2 separate regions of the Rattus norvegicus genome follow, and region 1 is linked to region 2. Evidence: chromatin contacts called from public Hi-C data. All regions are on one chromosome and are shown on one strand. Each heading gives the region's core, a stretch centred on a gene start, on an enhancer-like site or on the middle of the called end of the contact. The rest is flanking DNA. Distances are from core to core; before and after follow the strand shown.

Evidence for each region. Hi-C and Micro-C count contacts between places; a contact is called where the count stands out from the background.
Region 1: a Hi-C map of kidney shows a contact between it and region 2, with 3 times the contacts expected there. The contact joins the promoter of Arhgef9 here to the promoter of Spin4 in region 2. A contact is called at or near these places in 6 of 12 Hi-C or Micro-C datasets (the A7r5 cell line, Schwann cells, frontal cortex and 2 more) and 1 of 1 datasets of contacts at active chromatin or transcription factors (oligodendrocytes).

What each region holds. Positions count from the first base shown.
Region 1 is chrX:64,057,450-64,061,471 of GRCr8, forward strand. Arhgef9 (Cdc42 guanine nucleotide exchange factor 9) reads right to left here and starts at 1,957. Exons shown (of 10, transcript NM_001393743.1): 1 at 1,135-1,957.
Region 2 is chrX:63,900,020-63,903,855 of GRCr8, forward strand. It overlaps Spin4 (spindlin family, member 4), which reads right to left and starts at 2,408. Exons shown (of 1, transcript NM_001401117.1): 1 at 1-2,408. The coding sequence starts at 1,921. The coding sequence ends at 1,172.

The DNA of each region.
Region 1 (4,022 bases), core at 707-3,206, 160 kb after region 2:
ATGACTTTTTACCAGCCTCGCCAAAGGGTATCTCAGCAAAAACAGAAATATAAAAACAATAAGAGTAATAACAGCAAGCATTACCATGGCTATATAATACAGACGTATCTCAAATTAGAATGCTGTGTCCAGCTCAGATTTCCCCAGCTCGCATCCCATTATGCATCTTTTTATTGTGTTCTACGTCTTAATTTAGCACATTATATACTTACAGTTACATGAGTTTCAGAGACCTCTGTTCTCAAGCAAAAAATAAGGAAATAAATCTCATCAGCACTAGCAACTTCTATTTGAAGTAGTTCACAAACACCACTGCAAATGATTTTACCCCAAAGGAGTACTACCGAACACTATTATTTCCAAACTAGAGAAAAAGCTGGATCTTGTTTTTTGGGTGAGACACAGGGGGAAAAAAATCCTCAAACTCAAACCAAGGGGTTTAATATCTGGGAAAAGGAGCTCAAACATTTTGTCAAAATCCTCTCTTGCTGATTCAAAATATAAAAGACTACTTTTTGTTCTGCTTCGTGATTGCAAAGAAAACGACACTTACTGCTTTAACAAATGTTTTAATGATGACAGCTTTCCAAATCAGAAATCGGAAACCCTGAATAACAAAATTGAAATTCAAAGGACACAGTTAATAAGTGCCAACTTAAGGCACCCCAGTGTGTCACTTCTCAGAATTTTGCCCCTCATATAAAGACTATTTTCCATAAATCCATTTCTTGCATAGGTTTTTCTTCCTCTAAACAACCAGTGCAAGACTTTCCCAGAATGCCAACAATTCATCATGCTCTTCCACAAATACCTTTCTCCAACCCCAGCCCCAAACAAACCCAAATGCATTCTGATAGCAAGAGAGAAATTTTGATTAAAATTCCGTAATGGAGTTTAACGGTAGTTTTTAGAGAATAAGTTAACAAGACATCACAAACAGCGAAGCCACCTTAACAGGACACAGCTTGCTCCATAAACGTCACATAGAGAATGCACACAAACATGCACACTTAAATAGAAAACATTTCTTTATCAACAGTTTTACTCAAGCAATAAGCAACTACACTCACAGGCATATTTAAAAGACAAGACATGACAAAAGGTTTAGGGAGAGATAATATACCAACGTCATACATATCACAGCGAGGCCATGTTGAAGCTCAAAACGTTTTCCCCCCTGAGTAAGAAAGCTTGTTCTTTCTCTCCCTCTCTTTCCCTGTCTCAGACTGTCTCTCTTGATTTTTTCCCCCTCAGAGGCTCTTGGGATGAAATCAAAGTGAGAGTTCGCAACAGCTCAGGTGGCTGGACTCCATTCAGCGCGTTCCCAAGAAAAACATGAGTATGACATTGACAAGCAGGAGGACTACAATCACGGCAAAAACGACTACAGTTTGCACATCCAGGGTCATGGTGCAATGCAGAACACTGTAGTGTTCCAGGTGGGGGGCTGGCAGATTGGGAGATGTCAATCTCTGTTCTGTCAGACTGTCCATACAGCCACCATGCTAAAAAGGAAAGGAGGAAGTCAGATGGTTAGGGAAGGTCTGGGTTTGGCCCCCGAGTTTGGTCCGGGGGAGGGAAGGGGGTTGGAGGCAGGGGCTTTTGCTTCCCTCCCCCTCTCGGGACTGAACTGATCTTTCTTCCCTAACTGAGAAATCTTAGCTTGAGCTGAAGGTAGCAGAGTCCAGCATTCTCTCTTGGGCGCCACAGAAAAATCAAAATCCTGCTTTTCAAAAGGAAAGGCAAAATGAACCTATCGGTTCTCCAGAGCCTTCTGTCTGTCCGGGCATGCGTCCGTCTGCCTAGCTGGCTACCGGTCAGTCTCAGTCTCCCCTACTCTTTCTAGTTCATCAGCTTCCTAAGACCTCTTGTCTGCTGGCTCTCCTCAAGGGATTCCAGGCTACCAGCCACTCTTCCTAGCCTTTCCTAGCTGGCCCTCTCCCTCTCCTCTCCCCACCCCCACCTCAGCCGGTAGGTTGCCTTTTTATTCACGCAGAAACTGGGGGCGCCAGCGTGAGTCTCTGACAGAGACGCTGACAAGAGAACAAGCCAATAGCAGATGCTGCAGCTGCGCATTCAGTGCCCGGAGGCGAGACTTGAGCTGGTGTGCTAGCAACGACAGCCAATCGGAGAACCCAAAGCTCACAGAGTCTGCTCTCTCCTCGGGAGCCACCAAAAGCCAGTTTTTACGTGGGGGTGAGGAACTTGTGGGGGAAGGGAGGGTAAGAGACTGAAGGACGAGGAAAAAGACTGAGAAAGAGGGGAGGAAGCAAATAGAATCGAATGAAGGGGAGCAGGCATGAGAAAGAAGGAGGCAGGCAGAGAAAGTCTATGGAAAGGAGAAACAGAAGGAAAGATGGGATGGAATGAAAGAAGAAATCGAGGATATAGTGAAGAAAGAGAAGGGTGGGGGAAAGGCAGGATAAAGAAGAGAGAGAAAGGAGAAGGAATAGAAAAAGCGGGTAGGTAGGTTGGTAAGTAGAAACGAAGCATATAACTTTGCAGCCCCTCTGGTCTGTAGGAAGCAAATGTGTCTTTGGCCACTGCCTAAAACTAAATTGCAGGTCAGCAATAAAATCTCACAAATCAGTGCTGTGGACACAACCACAGGGGCACCAACTTATTCACAATCCAGTTCTACTTGCTTTTCTCTGCTGTTGTTGCCTGTCCTTCTCTGATTATGATTTCTTCACACTACAGTTAACATGCACTGTCCCAGCCCGCTGAGTATGAAGAAAGAAAGCCAACTATGGGTTAAAAAGTTGCCGGATATAAACTTTCAAAGAACTTGCAATCTACTTGTAATCATTGCTTTGTTCAGTGTTTATAGCTTTGAGTCGATACTTAAAGGGAACATGTCTTGAACTAGAGACCTAGTTAGCCAGAGATATAACAACTGAATTTTGGAACTGTGAGCAAGTGGAATGGGAATTGTTTGCTATTCTCTAGAAGTCTTAGAAGGGTTCAAAATTTCTCCTATTTCTTTTTGGCTGTGCAACTTTCAGGCAACTTCTCCGAGCTTCCTTCCATCTCCCTTCTGTTGTATAAGGACTTAAGCTTCTCAGAGAATAAAGTGAAATCCCAGAAGTCCAACTTCAGAAATATACATGTAATTTCTACAACTGCCTGGGCCCTCAAGAAAGAAGGACTCCCTTATATAGATAACTTCTCAGACCCTCTCCTGTTCTTAGGTTCCTATAACCTTAGGAGCCACAGATAGCTGACAGCAGAAAGAAGAGACTGGATTAGCCAGAGATATAACAAACTGAATTTTGGAACTGTGAGCATACTGTGGACTCTTAAGTGGAATGGGAATTGTTTGCTATTCTCTAGAAGTCTTTGAGTCTCAGACAGTCATTATCTTAATTAAATTATTAGAAATTCTGAATGAGTACAGGTCATAAAAAAATAGTCTCAAGCCCTCCGGGATAGAATAAACTCCAAATGAGACCACACTTTACACATTTTGGTCCATAGAGCAATCATTTGTGAATGATTCTTGACAAAACTACAAAAAACGCTTGAATCAGATCAATCTTTTAGATCTAATTATCAATTACCAAACACACAGTGGACCAAAGAAGGAGGTTTCTGCAGTACAGGGATTCTAATTATAAAATGTACACCATGAAAGGCTACAAGATCAATAATCCAGTTTCTCACAAATAAATTGATCTCTTCACAAATAGCTCAGTTGACTGAGGTGGAATTTGAACACACAGAAATAGATGCACATTTGTGATATATGAAATAACTGGAAATCTGAGCACAAACAAAATACCTAATGATACTGAAGAATACCATTAAACATTTACACATGATGACAATGACTAACAACAGAGGAGGACTAAGGGTACACCTTTGTGACCTTGGGTATGGTTTCTTAAGTGTGGCAAAAGCACAAGCCACCAAGGAGAAATTAAACTTAACTACATCAAAATTTAAAACTTCTGGCTTCAAAGGGTGCTATTATATGTCTTTATAAAGAGAATCTGACTATAGCCGTGTATCTAGAATAAATA
Region 2 (3,836 bases), core at 1,158-3,657:
CACTCTGAAATTTGAAAAATAGTGATTTTTAAAAAAAAAGTCATTTCTACAGTAGAATATTTAATGCAAAAATATTTAGAATTGAATCTCTATGCATTAGTATGCAAAATTGAATTTCAGGTAGATAGAAAATTTAAATATAATTAAGATTATAAGAGAAAAACAAAGTGAATATTGGTTTGATTGAGGTTAGGGACACCTGCCTGAAAAAGAAAAGAAACTAAAACTTTATAAAAAGACATAGATGTTTAAAAATTATAAAATTAAGGTTTTTAAAGTTGTAAAGTGAACAATAAAGTCAAGATTAAAAACAATGTAAAATTCATTAACACATGAAATAAAAAAGTTTAAATGCACTTTCGTACTAGAGATTCCTACAAGTTTACATGGAAAATATCAACTGAATATATAAAAGAACAAAGGATAGGAATTAGCAAATCAAAAAAGAGAAAAAAATCTCACTGAGTCAGGTAAACATCAAAAAGAATGTAATCAGGAAAATCATGGAACTTTCTGTCAACATTAAAGACCAGTGGATGGCAACCTTGCAATATTTCTTAAAACTAGTCTATGCCTACATAACACTTCTACAGAAATGAGAGCACCTTAATACAATAAAACATCATTATGAGTAAAAAGGGAAATAAATGACCGCCAACACCAGAATGGATACTTTTCGGCACATCTATGTTTACTGTGAACAGTGGTGAGAGGAAGCGTGAGAGTGAAGGACAGAGACTGACTGTGCCATTTATCAAAAACTGTATCATCTGGTAGGTCAGTTCTGCAAAAACTACATCAAAGTTTCTGCTAGAGAGCAGGAAAAACATCCTAAGAAAAATGCCAAATTCTCAAACTAATTAACTGGAAGAATTAAAAGGGGGGAGGGGAGCAGAAGACACGTTGCAGAGTTTATCTTCTTTTGAGTCGTTTCGGTGAATCCAAACACTTTTTCCCCCTCTTAGCAACCACTTTAAATTTTCAATTACAAAACAAATAAAGAACCAAAGTACCAACATATGCTTGAGTCAGAACTGGGAAATAGTCAATATAAGATATGGAGGCACAATACGATTTAGCCACTGTCCGGAACTTTTGACCTAGAAATTGTCCCCAGAAAAACCTAATTTTGAGAACATAAAATATTTTACCTCTAAAGAGGTCTATAAATTTAGGGGGTTTTCACCAAGCCATAGACATAAATGTGAATATCATCATCAAACTTGATGAAGTAGACAGATGGCTTGGCTACCACCTGATGAATAAAAATTCCAGTTCTCTTGGATCCGTCGTCTTTGGCGTGTTCCACCTGCTTGCCCACGAGACTGTCGAGCACCTCTCCAGGCTCCTGTTCTGCTGTAGGGAAGTAGTAGTTGGAATCTGGAATGATACGCAGGTCACCATCTTTGTAGTCGTCCAGCAGGGTGTACATATAGAGGACCGGATCTTTCTCGTAGGTGATGTAAAACCAAGTATCCATTATGGGGGCTCGCGCCAGCACCATCCCCTTCCACTCATCTTTCTTTCCATGCTCACCTTCGAACACATGCCCCACTGCCTTCCCAACCAGGGAATCAGCCAGGCGAGAGTCGATGCGCGGAGAAGGAACTCTCTCAGGAAGAATTTCCAGCGCTAAAACTCTCTTATCTCTGTGCAGTTCTAGTCCGTACACACTGTCTTTGCCGTCATATTTGATGATATACAGAGTGGGCTTCACGGAAACCTGCTCGAGCACAGTTCCCTTCCACTGCTCCACTGGCTCATTGCCTTCTTTCCAGCCGTGTTGAATGCGGCAGCCCACGATGTTCCTATGAGTGAGGAAAGTGGGCTTACGGCGCTGCTTCTTGTGAGTGTGCCTTTTCTTCATCAGGTACGCGGACACACCATCTACCCCAGTAGGAGGCACGGTCGGAGGAGACATGGCTCAGATCTTCTGTGGCCGAAGTAAAGCTGCCCTTCGCTTAACAAGCTGACTAACAGTCAGCAGTGTTCAATGGCAGATATTTTTCACGATCTGAGAGACTGTATCAGTCCTCTTTTCAGATTTTGTCAGAAGCGAGCTAACTGACTGGGAACTGAGACAGAGAGTGCCTCTCACTAGTGCTTTTCTCCTCCTTCAGGGAGGGGTGACTGCAATAGTGATGGCTAGAGAGAGATGGCGGGCTCCCGGGTTCGTTCTGTCCGCCCCTGGCGCCTTCCCGGACTCCCAAGCCCACGTCCCAGCCAGAATCCGCCACTTAGCTGTTGTCAACGCTGCTGCGGTCGCAGAACGGCACCAGAGAAGAAGTCGACAGTTAACGTGGACCGGAGATAACAGGGATGTTGGCGGCAACGAAAGTGCAGGCAGTAGCACGTCTTCCAGCAGTTTGCGCTTTGCGCGGCCTGCTCTTGGCAGCGCTTGTCAGCTTGGCCAATCTGCGAAACCGGGATTTTTGTTGCTTAGGGAATCCTCCTCCTCTGAGCCCGCCCTCTCCTTTCCTCCACCCCTCCCGCTTCCGTCCTGCCTTCCGCTCCTGGGGCAGCCACACTGACACAGGCGCTCTCCTTTACTCCCGTGGCCCCCAACCGGTTCATTCCCACCAGAACCAGACAGCACAGCTCCCCTCCTCCCCTGCAGGCTGTCTGCTGCCCAACTGCATACTTCACTGAGGCTCCATCTGCTTTCTATCTTCCAGGAATTCCTCACAAGCAGAAAAAGAAAAGAGGAAAAGAAAGAAAAAAAATACGTGGGGTGGGAGAAATTGTATAAACAAATCTACGATTTCGTTCTTTTTTTAAGGAATTTGAAATGGGACTGGGGAAAGACCATGCACAATCCACCATGTTAACTTAAACTCTCCTTTCTACTTTCTACCTGATCATTCATCATAACGATTTTTTAGTATGTTTTTCGAAGTGTAAGGGAAATATGCTGGTATTTGTTTTTCTAAAACTGAGTGAAATAAAAACACAACAAAAGTAACTTTAGTCGTACATACTAGGCAAAAATCAAAATGTTTATTAAGCTGATTCCTTATTAATATATCTGTTCTATAATCTTATACATTTGAGAGCATATTCTATAATTTTATTGCTTACTTTGTCATTTATATCACAAGTAGTTTCTGTTGTTATTAAATACTCTGGAAACAAGATTTTTTTTTCATATTTTGAGACAGGGTTTCTCTGTGTAGCCCTGACAGTCTTGGAACTCTATATACCAGGGTGGCCTCGAACTCAGAGATCGGCCTCTCTCTCTCTGCCTCCCAAGTACTGGGATTAAAAGCAAGCGCCACCATGTCAGGCCGGAAACACAATTTTTAATGGTTCCATATGAGAACATAAAAAAGACAGCACTCATCTCAAAATAAATTAAAAAGTGGTTTATTCTGGAATCAAAGATAAGTGACCAGGTCCAAGGTCCACAACTTTAGGTTACCCCAAGTTCTATGTTGCAATGTGGTAACAGACTCCTGGGGTTTTGTTGGTGTTGTTGTTGCTGCTGTTTATTATTAACTTGTGTGCGCGTGACATGTGCGCAGAGGGGGAAAAGTGGAAATCAGAAGATAACATTGTGTAGTTACTTCTTTCCTTCCACCTTCCTTTACTTGAATTCCCGTGGATTGAACCCAGGTCCCCAGACTTATGCCACAAGTTCCTTTGTAAGATAAGCCTCTTACCCAACCAGCCTCATGAAAATTTTATAGCTCCAAAACAAAGAGAACTATAAATCAGGAAACTTTTAAAAGACACTGGGGGAAGCCTTGGGTAGGCGTTAGAGCAAACAGGAGAAACTTCAGCTGTGGGCTTCAGATACTATCTAACGGCATTCCCTCCCTGCCTTTAGGTCAGGGAAA